2 separate regions of the Ovis aries genome follow, and region 2 is linked to region 1. Evidence: chromatin contacts called from public Hi-C data. All regions are on one chromosome and are shown on one strand. The core of a region is the stretch at or near the end of the contact, and the rest is flanking DNA. Distances in the headings are between cores, read along the strand shown.

Region 1 (6,341 bases), core at 1,383-3,882:
GGACGTTTTTTGGCCCAGATTATTTGTTTGGCTGTCTCCACTGATCAAATTAACTGGATAATTGCCAAATCTCCTCTCTGTTGTGCTCCCCTAGGCAGCTGGTACGGCCAGCAGGAGGGGGTGGGCCTCCGAGGACAAGCCAGATTAGAGAATTAGCACATGCTTGCTACCTGGTTGACCCAGGGAAAGGGCTATTTAATCAGGGTGAGAAGCGAGGGCCTGGGTGGGAGGAAGTGGGTGGTAGATGGGCCTCTGCTCTCCTGCTTCACATGCAGGAGACTGTGACAGCGATGCAGCCTAGCTTTCCCCAAGCAGCCTCCAGACCAGCGGATAAGATGGTGCCTAAAGAGAATTTTGGATGGAGGAGGCTGCTGGGCTGCAGTCCATGGGGTCGCTAAGAGTCGAACAGGACTGAGCGACTTCACTTTCACTTTTCACTTTCACGCATTGGAGAAGGAAATGGCAACCCACTCCAGTGTTCTTGCCTGGAGAACCCCAGGGACGGGGGAGTCTGGTGGGCTGCCGTCCATGGGGTCGCACAGAGTCGGACATGACTGAAGCGACTTAGCAGCAGCAGCAGCAGCAAAGAGAATTAGGGAGCTGCCCTCAACTCTGCGCCCACTCACGTGGTGTGTTTGTCGAGGATATCACAATCTCTAAGCAGTTTTTTTTGTAGGAAGATGAGCTTCTTAAACTTGAGGGCCAAGAAAAGCTTAAAAGAGGCTGTGAAAAAGCCAGGGAGAAAGGATTTCTCCCTCTTACTCCTTTCTCCGGGTGGTTGGAATCCAGGCCCCCGGGAGCACACTTAGCACCTTGACTGGCAGTCCCATTGTTTGACATGTGTCTTGCCTCCCTGGGGGTGGGGGTTGCACCTCATCTCTAAGAGCATGAGCCTTTCTTGGTTCCTTGAGCACCTGCTGGAGGGTCTGGCTCATTGTCAGTGCTTGCTGAGCTGGTTGGTCTATCACTTAATTCAGTAAGACTTATGAACTTATTTAAAGAAAGTAGCCATTTATTATTTTTATTTATTTGGATGCTCTGGATCTTAGTCATGGCTTACAGGATCTTCAATGACACATGCAGGCCCTTTTTCACTCATGGCAGGTGGAATCTAGTTACCTGACCAGGGATCGAACCTGGGCCCCCTGCTTCGGGAGCATGGAGTCTTAGCCACTGGGCCACCAGGGAAGTCCCTTAATTCTGTAAGATTTATTGAGCACTTATTATATCCTAGGGCTTCCCTGATAGCTCAGTTGGTGAAGAATCTGTTTGCAATGCCGAAGACCCTGGTATGATTCCTGGGTCATTCCGCTGGAGACAGGATAGGCTACCCATGTCCAGGATTCTTGGGTCTTCCCTGTGGCTCAGCTGGTAAAGAATCTGCCAGCAATTTGGGAGACCTGGGTTTGAACCCTGGGTTGGGAAGATCCCCTGGAGAAGGGAAAGGCCCACTCCAGTATTCTGGCCTGGAGAATTCCACGGACTGTATAGTCCACAGGGCTGCAAAGAGTGGGACACAGTTGAGTGACTTTCACTTCCTTTCTATTATGTCCTGTATACTCAGGGGAGAACAAAGGTGGGCAAACCTAATCTGTGAGGACCCCACCCCCCACCCCACTAGTTTCAAGGAGTGACAAATGATCGTAGGGCAGGATGGCAGGAGAGATGAAAGCTTTGAATGGAAGCTGTATCGGGGGCTGGGGTGGTGTAAGATGGTGTGGGAGGCCTGCACGCTCACTGAACCACAGCCCTGTAAGGGCTGAAGAAACCAGGGAGGTGTTATTAGCCCTGTTCAACAGAGGAGACAACTGAGGTTCAGAGAGACTTGCTTCAGTGATGTGCTTAAGATCATGCCACTAGCAAGAGTCAGGGCCAAGATGGAGACTCAGGTTTGCCGACTCCCTCTGTGTCTCCAGACTGGCCCTCTTTTAATGGATTACATCCTGGCCTTCAGTGAGGGAGCCAGGCCTTTGGGTACTGCGATCAGGCAGGGATCTCAAACTTGTGCTCTGCAGCCTGAAGCCCTCTGCAAATGGATTTGTTAGGTTCAGATGGCGATGGTGTTGTTTTCAACCAAACCAGTAGCTACAAATCAGGATGTTTTACATCAAGAGATGGCTTCACTTTGAGAAAGAAGAAGACGCACTGCTTTCAAATCACAACAGTTTGCTGGTGCGCAGGGATGACGGGCTTTCTGGTTAGTGTGTGATCTGGGGTGAGGAAGTGAGCCTGTGGGCCTGGGGTTGGGGGACCAGAACGCTGACCCCCTCCCCTCAATCTTATGCATGGTCTTTGTGAGCACGTTCTAGTACACAGAGCACTGGACCAGGAGTCCCACCCGACACTTTGGGTCCCGCTGTCTGATTTTGGGTGGATCACGCAACCTCTTCCTCACTGCAGAATGAGGTCCTGCTATCACCTCCGTGCAGCTCCGGGAGTTTCCGTGTAATGGAAGGAGACAGCGGAGGAGAAAGCTCTTCATAAACTGTGGACAGAGGCAAAAGGACAGGCAGGTGGTTGTGATGAATGAATGGGGGGGGGTGCTGGCACCACCAACTCCCCAACCCTGCTCCCAAGCCAGAGCCTCCAGCCTGTCTTCAAACAGGGCACCAGCAAGCGGATGGAAGTGTGCCCAGCTTCTGGTCAAGTGACCCAAATGTTTGCCTTCAGATCCACTGAGAAGCCACCAACCAGGTAGGGAGGTGGGGGCAGGAGGCTCCCAGAGGTCTTTGTATCAACAGACTCCTTGGCCCCTGGGCACATGGTCTGGCCCTGAGGCAGGGGCAGTGGGCTGGGGGTCTGCCCTCTGTTTCCAGCTCTGTTCCCAGCTCTGTTCCGTGCGAGTTCCACAGAGATCGCCCTCAAACCATTCCGGTTGGACTCCTCTGGGGAACTTCTGCTTTGTCATTTAAAATAGTTTGGGAACTTCAGATTTAGCTGAGTGTCAGAGCAGTTTATTTGGTCTGTAGGCGTTTTTGTTTTTAAAATTCATGACAAGTTCCTTGCAACATGTTTTATTATATTTTCGCCACCTGTTCTACCTTGGGGGTGGTTTTAAAATCTGGGACTATCTATCTCTCTGTCTTTTTTTTTTTTCAAAGTTTCCTTATTTGCCATTTATATGTGTCTTGCAAACATACACACGTGCACAGGCACAATGTGAATTTAAATATGGGTATGGGTATGGAGATATATATATATCTCGCTCTCCCTCTGTGCCTTGATTGGCTTTAAACTGTGCTTGCAGTGTTGAAGGTTTTACCAGGCTAATTATGGAGCTTTAAATGATAAATTTGTAAAACAAATAAATACTTGGAAAACGCTTTGCCAGTGTAAATGCTATCTCCCTAAACATTAATAGCAAATATATATGTGCAAATATATGTGGTATATATATATACCACAGCACTTAATCCTCTCAGGTAAATAAGCTGTTTAAAGCTTTACTACTTACCTAAGCTTCCACTGAGGAGAAGGCAATGGCACCCCACTCCAGTACTCTTGCCTGGGAAATCCCATGGATGGAGGAGCCTCGTAGGCTACAGTCCAGGGGGTCGCTGAGAGTCGGACACGACTGAGCGACTTCACTTTCACTTTTCACTTTCATGCATTGGAGAAGGAAATGGCAACCCAGTCCAGTGTTCTTGCCTGGAGAATCCCAGGGACAGGGGAGCCTGGTGGGCTTCTGTCTATGGGGTCGCACAGAGTTGGACACGACTGACGCGACTTAGCAGCAGCGGCAGCAAGCTTCCACTGAAGTGAAAAAAGAGTAGTGTGTCCATTTTTACAGATGGTAAAGTCAAGTCTCAACAGGAGTAGCTTAAGGGTCAGTGATGGAGGTGGGAGTCCATCCCCAAACTCTTAACATCTACGTAATTATTTATAGCATCTCTCTATGTCAGCCAGAACAAGGGACCAAGACAGATTTATAGCACTATGTTCTATTTATTTTCCCTAAAAATAATGGTGGTTTCCTTTGAGCCCCTGGATCCACCTGTGCCTGAAGCTGTTATTTTAAGTTACACGAGCCACTAAACTATCTTTGGATTTCTTCTACTTGAAAAACATTAAAAAAAGGTCCAAAACCCAAAAAACAATCTAGGTTTTAAATTATATTATGTACTTAAATTTGACATAAAAATGCAAGGTGGGTATTCTAATCTCCATTTGTAAATAGATGTACAAATCCCCAGATATTCTTGTGGAATATCCTAGTGTTGATAAAACTCAGCCGTGTCTCACTCTTTACAACCCCATGGACTCTACCCTGCCAAGCTCCTCTGTCCATGGAATTCTCCAGGCAAGAATTTTGGGTGGGTTGCCATTCCCTTCTCCAGGGGAATAAACCCAGGTTAACATATATAAGACTCAAAATAAGTCAAGCTTCTTTCATAAGAAATTAAACAGTAGTCTACTGTATTTTTCATAATTACCACTGGAAAGTTATGTATTAGGTTCCCTGACGTGGTGTCCCATCATGGCCCCTTTGCTGAGATTTTCAAGAAGGCTTTTGTTTGTGGTGTTGAAATACTGATGCTCTCTCTATTGTCATGGAAACAGAAGCCTCCCAAGGGCTGTTAGAGAGCTCTCTGTATCTTCTGTAGGTTCCTGTTCCTCCTGTTCCACGGGGAGACGATCTGTAGGACGGCATGGCTGGTACTATGGGAAACAGGTAGCGTGATGTGCATTAACTGCCTGGTTTGTGCACGTGGACCCTGGGAGAGGGGATGGCAACCCACTCCAGTATTTTTGCCTGGGGAATCCCATGGGCAAAGGAGCCAGGAACGCTACAGTCCATGGGTTTGCAAAAGAGTCAGACATGAGTAAGCACACACTGATTGAGTGATGCAAGTGGAGTTTGCAGAGCTATGTCCTGGAACAAATATAAAGCTCGGATCTTATAAAGTTAAGAACATGGGAGTTTGGTGTCATATAAACTTGTTATTTGACCTCTTTAAACATCAATTTCTCCATCTATAAATGACAATACTATAATAGATGTATGTGGTTATTAAATGGTAGGTATTCCTATTATTTCCCATAAGTATGACCAGATAAATCTGAGAGTCACTGTATGCGAAAATCTTATCTTGGAGATTCATAATATTCATCACCATAGTAAAGAGTTAGAGGGGTCCTTTGATAAAGCGAACTGATTGCTTTCATTTATTTCAGTGTTTGCAAATCGAACTTAAGCATAAAATGCTTGTCCTCTCTGATATTTTCCTGCAGAGCTGGGAGTCCCATGGAACAAACTTTGAGAACCCCCATGAGTTCGTAACCTGTAATAATTGAGGGGTATTCATTAGGCCACCACTAGGGGGTGTGCCCGTCAAGTTTTCTGATTCTCTGTCAGAAAAGAGGGTTTGCTCTAGGCTTCCAAAGCATAGAGCTTTTGAAGGCTTCCTTGGGAATAAGGAGAGTCCAAAATGGCAACAGTTTAGAGGAGCAAGGGACGTAGAGAGACGTGGGCACGCTATGTGCAGAAATGGACATTTTCCTGCCCGTCCTTTTGTTAAGACATGCATATGGTTGACCTTTGGATAATGGATCAGTAGAGCCCAGAGTGGCTGAAAGGGGAGGTGTGACCTGGAGGCCAGGCCGAGGCAGGGGACAGAGTGGAGCACCACCAGAGGCCTCGGAGAGCGAGCCTCAAAGAGACTGACATTTTCCATGAGATTAGCTCTTACGTCTAATGTGAAGACTGTATATAATATATGATATATTAATATATAAAGTGAATATATATTTTATCTTAATTAAAGATTTTCTCCTAACCTTGGGCACTTCTTGGTGGACTAGAAAGTGGACACTAAATGTTAAATGATAAAAACGTTCAGAGTAGAAAATTTGGACAGTTCAGAAAAAAAAAATCACTTGCCATCAGTGATAACCTTCCCCAGTAACAGTTTGAAGTATGTAGGGAGATCTATAAATAATTGGGTGTTTGAGAGAGCCTGTTTTGGTTAGGATTCTTTCTGTTACAAGGGCAGGAAATTCAAAGGAACTGGTTTTTTATGAGGACCTTGTATGGTCCATCTCATTGATGCTGAGGGCAGGGAACTGGGCCAGGCCTTAGGTACAAGGATGAAGACAGGACATGCTGTCGGGACACTCTGTTTCTCTGACTCTTGTCTTCTCCTCTGCATTTACCCCTTCCTGTGTCTTCTCTCTGTGGATCAGCTGCTGGGTCTCTGGCTCACAGTTTAGGACATGTGGGCCCACATGTGCAACTCCTGGGTGCTCCATACTATCATTTCTGCTGCTGCAAAGAGACAGATTCTCTTCATTCCAAATCCAGGATTACTGGGGAGGAAGAGGATTGTCCTGGCTGGGGTCAG
Region 2 (6,341 bases), core at 2,202-4,701, 140 kb before region 1:
AGCACTAAACTCCAGGTTTTACATCCCAGAGGGCTACATTCAAAGATGGGCAGCTGAAATGGTGGTAGCCCTTGATGCTTTACATAGAGAGGGGATTGTGTGCCGCGATTTGAACCCAAACAACATCTTATTGAATGATAGAGGTCAGGAACTTTTGCAAATGCATTTCTTTTTATTCGCTGTTGCTTCCAATTAACTGAGTAGGCGTTTTATCTTGTAATTAGTATCTTCATTTCCTGTCTAGAGCTTCATTATCAGTGCAGCAAATTCACCCCCAGTAATAGCTTCTAGTACTTAATGATGCCATTATTCTTAATGATACTGTTTTTAGCTACAAAAGGAGTAATTACAGTTCACTTCTGCAGAAAATGGAAGAGAAAAATGTTTTGATTTCTCCTGTCGTTTTGTTTTTAGGACACATTCAGCTAACGTATTTTAGCAGGTGGAGTGAGGTTGAAGATTCCTGTGACAGCGATGCCATAGAGAGAATGTACTGTGCCCCAGGTTAGAGCCATCTCCTAAATGTCTCACTTGCAAAAGTAGTTCATCAGCTCTCATTTCTTTATCAAAGTTATATTTTCACTAGCCATTGATAAAATATTGGATCTGGTTATCTCTTTAACCCTTTAACCTAAAAAAGATTATTTGGGGGATAAAATCATTATATGGTCCATAGCATATGTGTATATGTATATTTGTTAGTGTATGCTGTTAAATGGGTTTATACTTCTCTGAGAACTGGCAATGAATTTGTAGAAATGTCTTAACTTCTTAGTGTTTAAAAAGACCTTTAAGTATCCTGAATCTCTTTGAAAAGAAAATTATTTGACTGTATTGGGTCTTAGTTGCTGCGGGCAGGCTTAGTTTTTCCCATGGCCAATGGAATCTTAGTTCCCCTACCAGGGATTGAACCTCTGTCCCCTGTGTTGCAAGCCAGATTATTAACCACTGGACCAGCAGGGAAGTCCTCCTGAACCTCTTCAAATGGATCATTTTTATGATGTGAGAGGTAGATGACTAAAACGATAAAATTCCTAAGGCTATAAATGGATAAAATTTGAAATAAAAAAAAATACAATGTTGTGACTTCAGTAATGAGCCATCCTGACATTTTAGAACAGATTTTAAAGAATTCTTTCCATATTTGAGAAATTTTAGGAAGCGTATTCTTCTTGTTTTGAAATAACCAAATATCTGACCCAACCTGTTGGGTCAGATATTTACTGTATTATCTTTGTATTATCTACTGTATTATCTTTGTGATATTTACTGTATTATCTTTGTTTTCTAAAATTAGAGATTTATTAGAGACTCTCTGTGGTTGTTAGGTCCTTTGCTGATAATTACAGGTCTCTTAAGCATATGAATTGGGTTTGAGTTACTTTCTCTGCCATCAGTGCAGATGGGGCTGTGTTTGAATCCAAAGTTTGTTCACCTTTTGCCTAGTATGGGCTTGCCTCATAGCTCAGTTGGTAAAGAATCCGCCCGAAGTGCAGGAGACCCCGGTTCGATTCCTGGGTTGGGAAGATCTGCTGGAGAGGGGATAGGCTACCCACTCCAGTATTCTTGGGTTTCTTTTGTGGCTTAGCTGGTAAGAATCTGCCTGCAGTGAGGGAGACCTGGGTTCGATTCCTGAGTTGGGAAGATCCCCTGGAGAAGGCAAAGGCTCCCCACTCCAGTTTTCTGGCCTGGAGAATTCCAAGGACTGTATAGTCCATGGGGTTGCAAAGAGTCAAACACAACTGAGCGACTTTCACTTTCAGCCCCTTTGGATGGCCAAAGTTGCTTTACTCATCACCACTCTGGATTGTATTGACATGATCAGCTTGGTTGTTGATTAATACAGTATTTAACGTTTACTTGCAAACCAGCGTTTTGTTTATGCTAACATTGTTTCCCTGCATAATGGGAAATGATTATAATTAGGATTGAAAGAGCTATATGGTTTTTAGTTAGAATTTTCATTGTTAAGAATTATTTCTTTATTGGGGAATAGAAAAGTTTTTCAATATGCCAAGCAGATATCCTCAAACTATTTCCTGAAAACAATGAATTAGATTTTCTTCTTACTGTTACACTCTTTTCTTTCCTCTTTCGTCCCCCAAATTAGGATCGTTTCATTTTGTTTCTTCCCAGGGGCAATAGAGCATAGAACATGCCTACATTTTTTTGTTTCTCACAAATAGATAATATTATGCTGGCTGTTGATCTTATTAGTATGATTTAGTTAATGGGATAACAAAAAAAATTTCATAGTGAAATCACTTTATTATGGTTATCTGGTTTACTTTTTGACAGACTTTCCCCCTTTCTAATTTGATAATAAATAATATTTTAGGTACCAATGTATATAAATATGTATGTTAATATAATGAATTTCAAGGTTTTATTGTTGTTCAGTAGCTAAGCTGTGTCTGACTCTTTGTGACCCCGTGGACTGCAGTATGTCAGACCTCTCTGTCCTTCACTGTCTCCTAGAGTTTGCTCAGATTCAAGGGTTTAGGGTCAACATTAAATCTGGGAGTTGTTTTTTTTTAATGTAAAACCTGTTAAATCGTTAAGTATAAGTGTAGTATAAACCTCGCATCAAAACCAGATGTTTGTGAAGTAGTTTAATGTTTATAACTGACTCTTTATTTCCTATTTTTCTTCTCACTTTCTTGTTGAAAACTATCCGTAGGGTTGTGCTTTGGCTTTCTAGCAGATTATTTTTCTTCAAACTACAGACATGTTTAACATCCATAGCTTGTTGACCCCCTGAGAATTCTAATACATGTGGAACAAAACCATATGATGCTCATCAGCAGGTACATACTTTCGCCTCTGTGCTCAGTTGAATACAGTTTTGTGTACTGAATTTAACACAGATCAGTTTCCAAGTTGTAATTTTTAAGCCTTTTCCCAGAAAGCACAGTTCCCAAAGTTTACCAGCAGGTGGCAGTCTACCATTAATGGATTTTTTCTGTCATGGTCTAGGTTGCCCTCTAACATTTGAAAAAAGCTGTCATCTGAAGAAGGGCTTTGTTTTAATTATTTGTATAAAAGAATTGCACTTTAAAGCTTTGTGAGTTACAAAAGCGTTTTGTATTATGGCATATATTGAACAATGTGAGAAGTCTCTTCATTCCTTGGACCTATTAATTTACCAATAGGATAAAACTCAGATCAGTAATGGCCTTAATTGAAAAGTAACGCTGGTGTTCAAGTTTAGATGATTTGAAACCTAGAGGTGCAGAACTCAAGTTTGTGTACTCCTGCCCATTGCTTATAGTGAAGGGGAGTTGCATTTGTAAGGAGCAAAAATTTGTGATTTACTGTTTCTTTCAAAACTGAACAGCAGTGCTGCTGATAAAAATACAAGTAGACTTTGCTCCTCTTCTCAGAGGGGTGGAAGCAGTGATAAGAAGCTGATGTTTCAGTGGTTAAAATCACAAATCAGTGAACACACGGGGACATAGAGTACCAAGTTATCTTTTGATCTGCCCCTTGTAGTACCAAGGGTTGAAGTACGTCTCCCATGTCCCCGCTTCCCTCCTGTTTCCCAGCTCTGACCTTAGAATTATTGCCCAAGTAACTCTGAAGCATGTTAAACAGCTGATGTTTGGTTAGAAAGTAAAGTTGTCGGAAGATTGTGATGAGAACGACTCACTTCTGTGTAAACAGCGTGCAGCCTCTCCCTCACCACTCCTCTCTCCTGGGAATCCTTATCACACATTTGTCCTAAAAACATTGCCCACCTGCCCTGTACTCTGTAATATCAGCAGTGTATCTTTTTATTTTGTGGATGATGTGCCTTTATATTTTGAGAAAATTTTCCAGTAACAGATTCGACAGAAACTTGAGCAAATGCCAAACTAGCAGGGGGGCCATTATTCTGCTCTATAAATAAGTTTAAAAAAGAAAACACACACAGAGAAACCTGTGAATCAACATGTTTTGGTCTAATTGAGGGGAAAAGCAAGATAGATAAATTTTGAAATGCAAATGATCACCTTCTGTTATTTAAGTATAGTTTCTGCCAACTTTGAGATCTTAAATTTTAAAAAGTTATAGTTATTTCAACGATGTATATTCTACCAAGGATGTCCGGTGTGCACAAGTTTCTACAGTGAAACAAAAACTTAAAAAAAAAGTTGTCACATTTTTATATTAAAGAAAATAAATCCAACAACAAAAAGACAAAAACCATGGAGCTTTCTCTGTCTACATCTGTGAAAAAGCCAGCAAATAAATGGCTGCAGCTGCAGGCCCATCAAGAGGGTCTTGAGAATACGAATTCACTGATCAAACCCAGCCCTGTTTTCAAAGTAGAAGCCATTCCTTTTATATTCACTTTGTATCCTTAGATTATCTAGGATGATTCTCTAGAAAGGTTTTATTTTAAATAAACATCATTCGTGGCAAATGGGTTCCTTTCATACCGTAGAAACACAGAACAGAGTTCAGGAAAAGAAAGAGTGAAGAAATAGTCCCCAAAGTGGGAATAGATTTTATAGCATGACAATATAAATATAACACTATCTAGTTCCCATCTGAGGAGAGTTTTAGATATTTATTAAGAGATGTCTAGACAGATTCTTCTATTTTTTTAAACTTATTTATTTTAAATTGAAGGATGATTGCTTTATAATATTGTGTTGGTTTCTGCCATACATCAGTCTCCTGTTTTTTGTTAGGAGAGATTTTAGAATAATCTGGAGTATTATAGAAAAAATGGAGTTAATTGGTTATTCTTCTCCAGAGGGCTTCCTTACAGTTACTCTGATTTTATTTGTTTGTATATACACACCTACAAACACAGATTTATGTAAAAGATTTTATGTGCTTTATCATTGGAGCTATTAGCTTATCATAATATAGAATAAAATTTTTGTTACAGTATTTTAAATATAGAGGAAAAATAAAATGTCAAATATTTTTTTTTTACTAGTATTTTTTTCTTAGTGGTCTTGTCTTTTATCATAAAAAAGCAGCTAGAAAATAGTCCTTAGAATATTAAGCACATAAAAACACAAAAGACTAGATTTGAAGGTTTAATATGCAGTTAAGACAAGTGAGTAAAATTTGTTTATATGTTAGTTTTTATGCTAACATAATCACTTAAGTTTCCCATTCTAGTGTTAACAAGTTGATATGGTATCCTGTCAGTGTGTCTTTCACCTTTATTTTCCAGCCTATTATGAGCCTTTATAAATGCTTGAGATTTACATTGATATTTTTCATTGAATACTTTTCACACTTGAGAATTTATAGGTGAATGTGTGTGTAAATTGAAGAAGTCCGAAGTGCTTTTTACCGCAGCCCAATCTCCACGCTCCCAGATGTCAAATGACAGCTTTGCTTCGTCTCTTAGGCGATTTCACACTTGGAAACAGCTCACAGCTGACGGTGAAAAGTGAAACAGAAAAACCATGCTGAAAACTATCTGCAAAATTCACTTTTAAAGCATGACATTTATTTACTACCACTCTTTGCTCTTCTTGCCTGATTTTGTCAAATAATCCATGAATATATTTTGGGGGCATAGTCTCTCCTGCCTTTCTCCATAAGCATGCTTTACACACGATTAGTTGCCTTTTAAGCATGGTGTTCTGTGTGACAGTTATGTATTTGATAATTAGATCTAAGACTCAGACCATGGATGGTTTAAAAATACCATGAGGGTGTCATAGGTTTAAGATTTAGAATATTATGATGGAATTGAGAATTATCAAAACTCAAGATTCTGAAATCAGCCATTAACTCATTGCATGACATTAGGCAAATTATTTAAGACTTTTTAGGCCTTAATATTTCAGTAGTAAAATAGATTTTTGAACTTTTTCCTTAACATTTTATTTTGAAAAAATTTCAAACATACAGAAAAATGTACACCCATATTTATCTGTCACCTAGATTCTGCAGTTAACATCCTATAATATTAACATTTGCTTTATCATATATCTACCTGAAGTAGATTTATTGAATATTGAGGAGATGCCAGATGTCAGATGATCTAATAGCCTTCTTATACAAAGTTTAGTCAAAACTGGAGTCCATCTTATTAAGGCAAGAACTTTTCCCCTGAGGAATAAATACTGATTTCTTGTCTAACATCAGTAAGTTAAAAAATTATTTCACTTGGAGGACTTTCTAAGTATTCTGTTTTTACTCATATATCATTTGTACATAAATGATATGCAATATGGAAATGAGGAGTTTATGGAAAATATTTTCATTTGGAGGAAAAAAGCCAAGACAGCTCTTGAATAGTGTGAAATTTAACTGCCAGGATTTTTAACAAAGTTGTCTGAAAGAAGGATCATTTAGATCTCAGAATTTCTGGTCCTAGGTAACTTCAC

Evidence for each region. A called contact is a pair of places that touch in the nucleus more often than the background predicts.
Region 2: a Hi-C map of liver shows a contact between it and region 1, with 5 times the contacts expected there. The contact joins two enhancer-like sites. A contact is called at or near these places in 2 of 16 Hi-C or Micro-C datasets (liver and mixed tissues).

What each region holds. Positions count from the first base shown.
Region 1 is chr12:69,696,727-69,703,067 of ARS-UI_Ramb_v3.0, reverse strand. No RefSeq gene overlaps it. Among named protein-coding and RNA genes, the nearest start is that of TRNAG-CCC, 180 kb to the left of the region's middle. Within about 2 kb of position 2,632, at least 1 of the 54 cell types and tissues checked has an H3K27ac peak or open chromatin away from gene starts, as enhancers often do. A contact at or near this core is called in liver, where this site is marked.
Region 2 is chr12:69,837,686-69,844,026 of ARS-UI_Ramb_v3.0, reverse strand. RPS6KC1 (ribosomal protein S6 kinase C1) reads left to right here. Exons shown (of 16, transcript XM_042229219.1): 13 at 415-504. Among named protein-coding and RNA genes, the nearest start is that of TRNAG-CCC, 39 kb to the left of the region's middle. Within about 2 kb of position 3,451, at least 1 of the 54 cell types and tissues checked has an H3K27ac peak or open chromatin away from gene starts, as enhancers often do. A contact at or near this core is called in liver, where this site is marked.